Regions from separate parts of the Mus musculus genome. Here region 1 is linked to region 2. The links are chromatin contacts, called in public HiChIP or PLAC-seq maps. All regions are on one chromosome and are shown on one strand. Each heading gives the region's core, a stretch centred on a gene start, on an enhancer-like site or on the middle of the called end of the contact. The rest is flanking DNA. Distances are from core to core; before and after follow the strand shown. Region 1 overlaps Zfp148 (zinc finger protein 148). Region 2 holds the start of Zfp148 (zinc finger protein 148).

The links. HiChIP or PLAC-seq counts read pairs in DNA pulled down with a chosen protein or histone mark.
Region 1: a contact with region 2 is called in an H3K27ac HiChIP or PLAC-seq map of neural progenitor cells, with 2.8 times the contacts expected there. The contact joins the enhancer-like site here to the promoter of Zfp148 in region 2. A contact is called at or near these places in 8 of 39 promoter capture datasets (the 3T3-L1 cell line, 3T3-L1-derived adipocytes, cranial neural crest and 4 more), 8 of 484 Hi-C or Micro-C datasets (the G1E-ER4 cell line, the HL-1 cell line, cerebellum and 4 more), 5 of 115 datasets of contacts at active chromatin or transcription factors (the SCID.adh cell line, embryonic forebrain, embryonic stem cells and 2 more) and 3 of 9 other capture datasets (adipose tissue, liver and pancreatic islet).

What each region holds. Positions count from the first base shown.
Region 1 is chr16:33,491,565-33,494,781 of GRCm38.p6, forward strand. The region is part of intron 7 of Zfp148 (zinc finger protein 148); the gene reads left to right. Among named protein-coding and RNA genes, the nearest start is that of Slc12a8, 25 kb to the right of the region's middle. Within about 2 kb of position 1,912, at least 4 of the 459 cell types and tissues checked have an H3K27ac peak or open chromatin away from gene starts, as enhancers often do. A contact at or near this core is called in neural progenitor cells, where this site is marked.
Region 2 is chr16:33,378,678-33,382,082 of GRCm38.p6, forward strand. Zfp148 (zinc finger protein 148) reads left to right here and starts at 2,098. Exons shown (of 9, transcript NM_011749.4): 1 at 2,098-2,350. 1700007L15Rik (RIKEN cDNA 1700007L15 gene) reads right to left here and starts at 2,059. Exons shown (of 2, transcript NR_045709.1): 1 at 1,839-2,059; 2 at 1,177-1,702.

The DNA of each region.
Region 1 (3,217 bases), core at 662-3,161, 110 kb after region 2:
TCCATTTGTCAGGTTTCTGTAGCAACTGAAGGAGGAAAGGGTTTTACTGGTTACAACCCATCATTTAGGAAACCAGGATAGAAGCCAAAACCATGGGAGAGCGCTGCTCCTTGCTCAGTGTTCCAGCTTGGCTTGCTTTCTTACACTGTCTAGGCCCACATGTGTAGAAATGGTACACCCACAATAGGCTGGGCCCTCCCACTGTCAATTGACAGTTAAGACAATCACTCATAGACACGCCCACAAGCCAATTGATGGAGGCAGTTCTTCGTTATGGTTATCTAGGTATATCAAAGTGATAAAAACTTGTGGGAACACATGGCATGCACTTTTACCACTAAGCCTTTTGATGGCTGCCACCACTGCCTTAGACCTGTTTTCTACCTTATCACATATACAAAGCCAATGGAGCCAGCCACACCAAAACCTGTGAACGTGTGAGCGAAGTGAATCTGTCTTTTAAATTATCTAGTTCAGATATTAGTTGCAACAAGAGAAAGGTGGCCAACACAGCTAGTTAGAAGGACATTACCTCCCCCTCCAGCCTGGGAAATTCTTTTGAACTAATGATGACAGTAGGAAATTTAGAGGAATCAGTAGGACCTGTTAATTGGAAAAATAGGAAGAGACACGGAAGGTTGTACAGGCCTCTGGCTCAGACAGCTAAGTGACTAGTAGCAACATTTTAATCTACGCTGCGGTTAGCAATCTTCAGTTTACTGTGAGATGCTATGTATTTGAGATCCTAAGTATCAGAATGTCAGGAGTGGCGAGATGATCCAGTGGTTAAAAAGTACTGGCTGCCCTTGCAGAGGATCCAGGTTCAATTCTCAGCATATATACACTGTGGCTCCCAACCACCTGTAACTTTAGTTCCAGGAGATCTGACACGTACTTCTGGCCTCATCCAGCATTAGGCTCGCATGTGGTAAGCATATACACATACAAGCAGATATTCATACACATAAAATAAATAAGTCTAAAATGAAAAAAAAAAAAAGAGATACGTTGAGTAGACAAAGCGTATGGGTCTGGGGATCAAATTTGAGCATAATTAAAGCCATGGCCAGAGATGACCTTTCCTCTTGCCAAAGAAAATAACATAAAAGGAGAAAGGCAGCAGGCTCAGCGACTACTGTACCGTGCCTTGCCAAGTGACAATAGGAGTATCTTTGAGGAGAAAATTAAAGAGAGAGTTGTTTGAGTGATTTGCAAGAACCGTCCTGACCCTGGTATGGTCATACCTACCATGATCCTTGCACTTGGAAGGTTGAGGCAGAAGGATGGTGAATTTAAGACCAGTTTGGGGCAAAAAAAGCAAGCTTCCAGCCAGCCTGGCATACATATCAAGACCCTGTCTCAAACAACAAAACTGTGTAGCAGAAAAGAACCATTTTGATAGGGTAGTGGATAAATCTGATTTACAATAAAGTTTAAACAAGGAGAATTAGTTCAGACTGTCAAAAATCATATTATGTCAAGCTATAGAGCAGTAGATTATGCATAAAGTGTAGGTCCTTGCTATACTCATATGTACTTTATAGAGAAAGCAAGTTCTGTTAGCTCACCACTTGAAGGCTAAAAGTGAAAATGATAGAGCTCTATGAACTTGACCTCTGGTCAGGACCCCTACCTACCACATTATCAGGTAGCATCATGACAGAATTGGAGAGATCTGAAGGGAAAATGGGGGTCCAGAGCATCCATTTAGTTTCCTTGCAAGAAGCAAATCATAGATGCTACAAACAGGAAGTTTGTTCCTTTTGAGAGTATTGTCCTTGATGATGTAATCATTTTATGCTAGGCTCCATTTCCTAAAGATCCCCTGCCTCCCAGTACCATAATAGTGAGGACCAAGCTTCCAACACAGCAGCTTTTGTGGAATACACTCAAACTGTAGCATGTGGCCATCTGTTAGAGGACTCCTGCATCCTGACTCATAGGCTGCTATGGTCTGCAGTATCAAGTGACCAAGGCAAAACATCACAGTCAGGACTAAGAAACTCCAGAGCCCTTGGGCACTAGAAACCTAGTATTGTGGAACATACTGAGATTTTTTTTTTCTTACGTGTTATGCCTTCCTGAATGACTTTTTTAAAAAATCACAAATTTTTTACTCTTCATTTAAATTTTTATACCAGTCTTAAAATTATTTAAATAGTTTATATAAAATAGGCTTCTTTTTCCAAGAGAGGCTCTCATACCCTCCAAGGGAAAAGCATTAAAAATTTTTTCTCCAAAAGAAATTTTATTAAATTGTTTTCGTTTTCACAGAAAAGATGTATCAGTCATTTATTTCCACTTCCGTTCAGCAGTAGAAACACCAAAGTTCCCAAATCAGGGACATCAGCTGTACTGCTTTCTAAGACGACATGTGGAAATAGGTAGCAAGAGTAAATCAGAAAGACGCAGGCCCACAGCTATGTAGTGAGTCCTTACCTCAAGAAGAAAATGCAGGGCTGATGAGATGGCTCAGCAGGTAAGAGCACCCGATTGCTCTTCCAAACGTCCTGAGTTCAAATCCCAGCAACCACATGGTGGCTCACAACCATCCGTAATGAGATCTGACTCCCTCTTCTGGTGTGTCTGAAGACAGCTACAGTGTACTTACATATAATAAATAAATAAATCTTTAAAAAAAAAAGAAGAAGAAAATGCAAGAGTCAGCTAAAAAAACCTTTACAAATAAATGATTTCATTCAAATTGTAGAAAGATACACCTTGTACACACATGTGTGGGAGGATATTGGGAAGGAGAATATTTTCTAACAGTTTTCAGTAACATACTCTTACTGTATGGTGGGGAAAGCATTCAAGATGACCCTGGCTCTGCTGTTCACAGACATCCTTTTATCAGTACAAGCTATTTGAACTCAAAGTAATGTTCCCCATAGCTAAGAAATCTCTAGGGAGTCAAAGGATGAGAGCAGTCATGTGTCGGGTTGACAGCACACTGGTATAATTCTTTCCACAGATGACACGAGAAACTTGGCTTTGAGATTAGAGAAGAAATAACCTTACTTTTGCTTTGCGGTTCTAGGTATGACTCTCACTCAGGACTGCATGTGTGCCATGGCGCACACACACACCACAAATGATTTCCCAACCTCAAACCTTACTTAGGAAACTTTGTCCCAGTACTTTGTGTTAGTAAATTCTCTTTTAAGATATACTTAGGCTCTAGAGTTCACTTACTCCCAAGTGCTTTTAAAGGAAT
Region 2 (3,405 bases), core at 848-3,347:
ACTTTTAGTGTGAGTTGAGCTCAGGTTGCTATCTTGTGAAGCAAGTGCGGTCACCTGCTGAACCCCCTTGCTGATCCTTCATTTGTTTTAAAGAGTTATTTTTATTCATGGTGTGTGCTTGTGCATATTATCTGCCATGTGTGTGCAGGTGCTCTGGAAACTTGGGCCCTCTGAAAGAGCAGCAAGTGCTTTGAAATGCTGAGCCATCTCAGACAGGGTTTCTCTGTGAAGCCCTGGCTGTCCTGGAACTTGCTCTGTAGACCAGGCTGGACTCTAACTCAAGTGATACCCCTGCCTCTGCCTCCTGAGTGCTGGGATTAACGTCACTACCTTATGGCTGTCTCTCATTGTTTTAAAGTGGGTGAGTGGAAGAAATTTAAGATGGAAAGGAAGCAAGCTGCGTGGCCAAGACTGGTATTGGAAGGTAAGCAGCAGCAGTCTGGATAAAAAAAATGGACCAGCAAGAATTTCAAGAGCCTTCAATCACTCTTACTTTGAAGGCATGGTCAGTAGTCTTCTCCACTCTGCCCATTTTAGATGGTTGTTTCTTCCTTGTCTTAATTCTCTTCAGAAACAAAGAGATGTATTCCTAGTGGCAACCCTATTCATCTTAGTCCACTGGGTGTGACCCTAGGCTTTTAGCTCTTTCTAGTTATTAGCTTTACCACAGCTTAAACCTAAAAGTTAGCTTCTTGGCTGCCAGAGGGTTTTTTTTTTCTTCTCTTCCCTTTTTAAAAATACATCTGAATTTGATGTCACTGCAGTTGCTAGAAGTTGCCAGAAGGCTGTCCTCCAGCTAACTGTCCCTTGCTCTAGCTTGTATCACGGTTTTGTTACAATTAGCATTCAGAATATGCACTGTCATCTTATTAAAATTTATATTTTTTTAGTGGAGAAGGTTCAAGTAGAGTTTATTGTGAGGCTGTGGGCTCATCCCTGCTTTTCTTAGTTAACTGTGTTTGAATTCAGCTGAACTTCTGAGCCTCAGCTACTTCAAAAGGCGTCGCGGTTTACTAAGGTTAACGCCTGAGGGAATATTAACCTTGCAGACAGTAATCTAATTCAGTGTCATCACAAGTGCATAATGCGGGAGTTTGGAGTTTGGCCAAAAAGCCTATTCAAATGAACATTCAAGGGGTGGGGAGGTGGGTGTGGACAAGGAGAGAATTCCAGAAATGGTTATGTAGATATTTTAATGTCCTTTCCCTCTCACCTCAAAGGTTATGTTTAAGTATTGCAGAGAGGTGCTAAAATAAAGCCTTGAGATTGTGAAACAGAAATCCTAACGAAGGTGCTCCATCTCTCAGGAAGTTCCCAATAACCCGATCGACATTCACTGGGCACATTAAGTTAGCTGACCTTGTACTACTGTGTGGGCACAAAGGTCATTAACTGTAAGCCCTCCCTTTGTATAGGCAACTAAAGGGCCTTGGTGTTAAATGAGGGCGCTCCTAAGAAACCAGGATTTAGTGAAGGTCGTCGAAGGGCTGCCAAAAGATGGCTCAACTAAGCAATCTTAGGTATGCAGAGATTATAACCAAGTCTTTGCTGACATGCAGACCGTGGTTTGGGCCAACGAAGTCCTGACTGGGATCTCTTGCTTTTTCTCGGTGCCCACATCCTGCATCGCGGTTTGCAGACTCCAACCAGGTTTTCTAGTTTCAAGGGTGCAGGGTAGCATCTTCCGGAAAAAGAGGAGAGGCTAGGTAAGAGAATAAAAGAAAGATCCAAGAAATCCTGGCTAAACCCTTCATCGACGTTCCCGCCCCTTCCACTTCCCAGGGCCTGGGCCGCTATTTAATCCCCATTTTTCACTTCTCGGGGTGCCAGGCACGCACCCAGCCTCAAGGGGAGGACGTCCCTCTCAGTGGCTTTCCCAGCTCCCATCAATTTCAAAGCGTTTTCCTCTCAGGCCCATCAGGGGGACCCCCAGAGCGGGGCCCAGCTTTCCCGGCCACGCCGCGCTGCTGACACGCAGGCGCCAGAATCAAAGCCACGCTTGGTCTCGCAGCCAGGTCTCCGCGCCAAGCGAGGGCCGGCGGCCCGGAGCGCTTCCTGTGTGCGATGCTTCCCATAATGCACCGCGCCGGCAGCGGCGGCGACCGCGGCGACGCTCTAGCCGCGCCATGTCTGCCTCTCGACTGCTCTGGGAGGAGGAAGAGAAGGAGGAAGAGGAGGAGGAGGAGGAGGGGGAGGAAGAGGAGAAAGGCGCAGGGGTGGGAGCTGTCGCCGGAGCTGCCACAGCAAAAGTTCTCTCCCCTCCCCCTCGCCCTCCTCGTCGGGCCCGTGGGAAGGTCGGAGCCGCCGCCGCCTGCAGTCAGTGACCGCGCGCCTCGGCGCCAGCCCCGCGGTAAACGCTCGGCCTGGCAGGCCTGGGCCCGGGAGGGCGGGGGAGGGGAGGGGGCGGCGCGCGGTCGGGGGGGGGGGAGCGCGGCGACGACGGTGTGACCCGCAGGAGCGGCGGGCCGGCCGGCCGGGGGGCGGCCCGGGAGGCGGCGGGCGCAGGCCGCGGGGAGCGCGGGGCTGGGGACGCGAGGATGGTGGGTCGGGGCTTGGAGAACGGAGAATGACGGGGGCGGCGGAGGCGAGAGAGCGGGCGGCCTCCGAGGCCTGCGGCCGGTGTCGGGTAGGAAGGTGGGATGCACGCGGGGAGGCCTCGGGGTGCCAGGCTGTGGGCGACGAGGCCGGCCAGACCCTGGGGTTCTCCGCCGTCTTGGTGCAGTGCTTTCTGCACCGCAGGCCTCGGTCGCCGCTGCTGCCTCGGTGTGCTCGTTGGCTGCAGGGAAGGGCAGGGGCTGGTGAAAAGGGGATTGCTTGCAGGAAGCCGAGTAGGAGTGCGAAAGGGGAGAAAGGGGCCGGAGGGGAAGATGCCGGATAGGTGGAGGAATGCCGGGGGTGGCTGTGGAGCAGTCTTGAGGATTCTGAGGGTGTTCATTGTGCAGATACGTTAGGTGTTTCATTATGGAAAGAACCGAAGCGTTTCCAAGGCAAGGGGAAGAAGGCTAGAGTAGTTTCTACGGATAGAAGGAAGAGCGTTTGAAGCCAGAGGAGTGCTAAATATTGGAAAAGAAGCAGAGAATGCATAATAGAATAGACAGATGTAGCATAATTATCAAATGCTGGCCCAAGGTCTAAAGAGTTATTCCAGATGGGCCAGAGTGGCCTAGTTCGGAACCTGTTTGGGCTCTTCAGTAGATGACATCCGGTAAGTGTGGGTCCCCGCTTGGTTGGGGGTCATTGAGAATTTAGTCACTTAGCCTGTAGATTGGTTTGAGACATTTTAGTGCCGCACTAGTGAACTGAAAAATCTTTGAAAGAGACCTTGAGAAACCGCCTGGCTTCTGGGCATTCTTGAGGCCACGGAGTTGAGAATTTTAGCAGATTTGGAGTATTGTCTGTTACCGG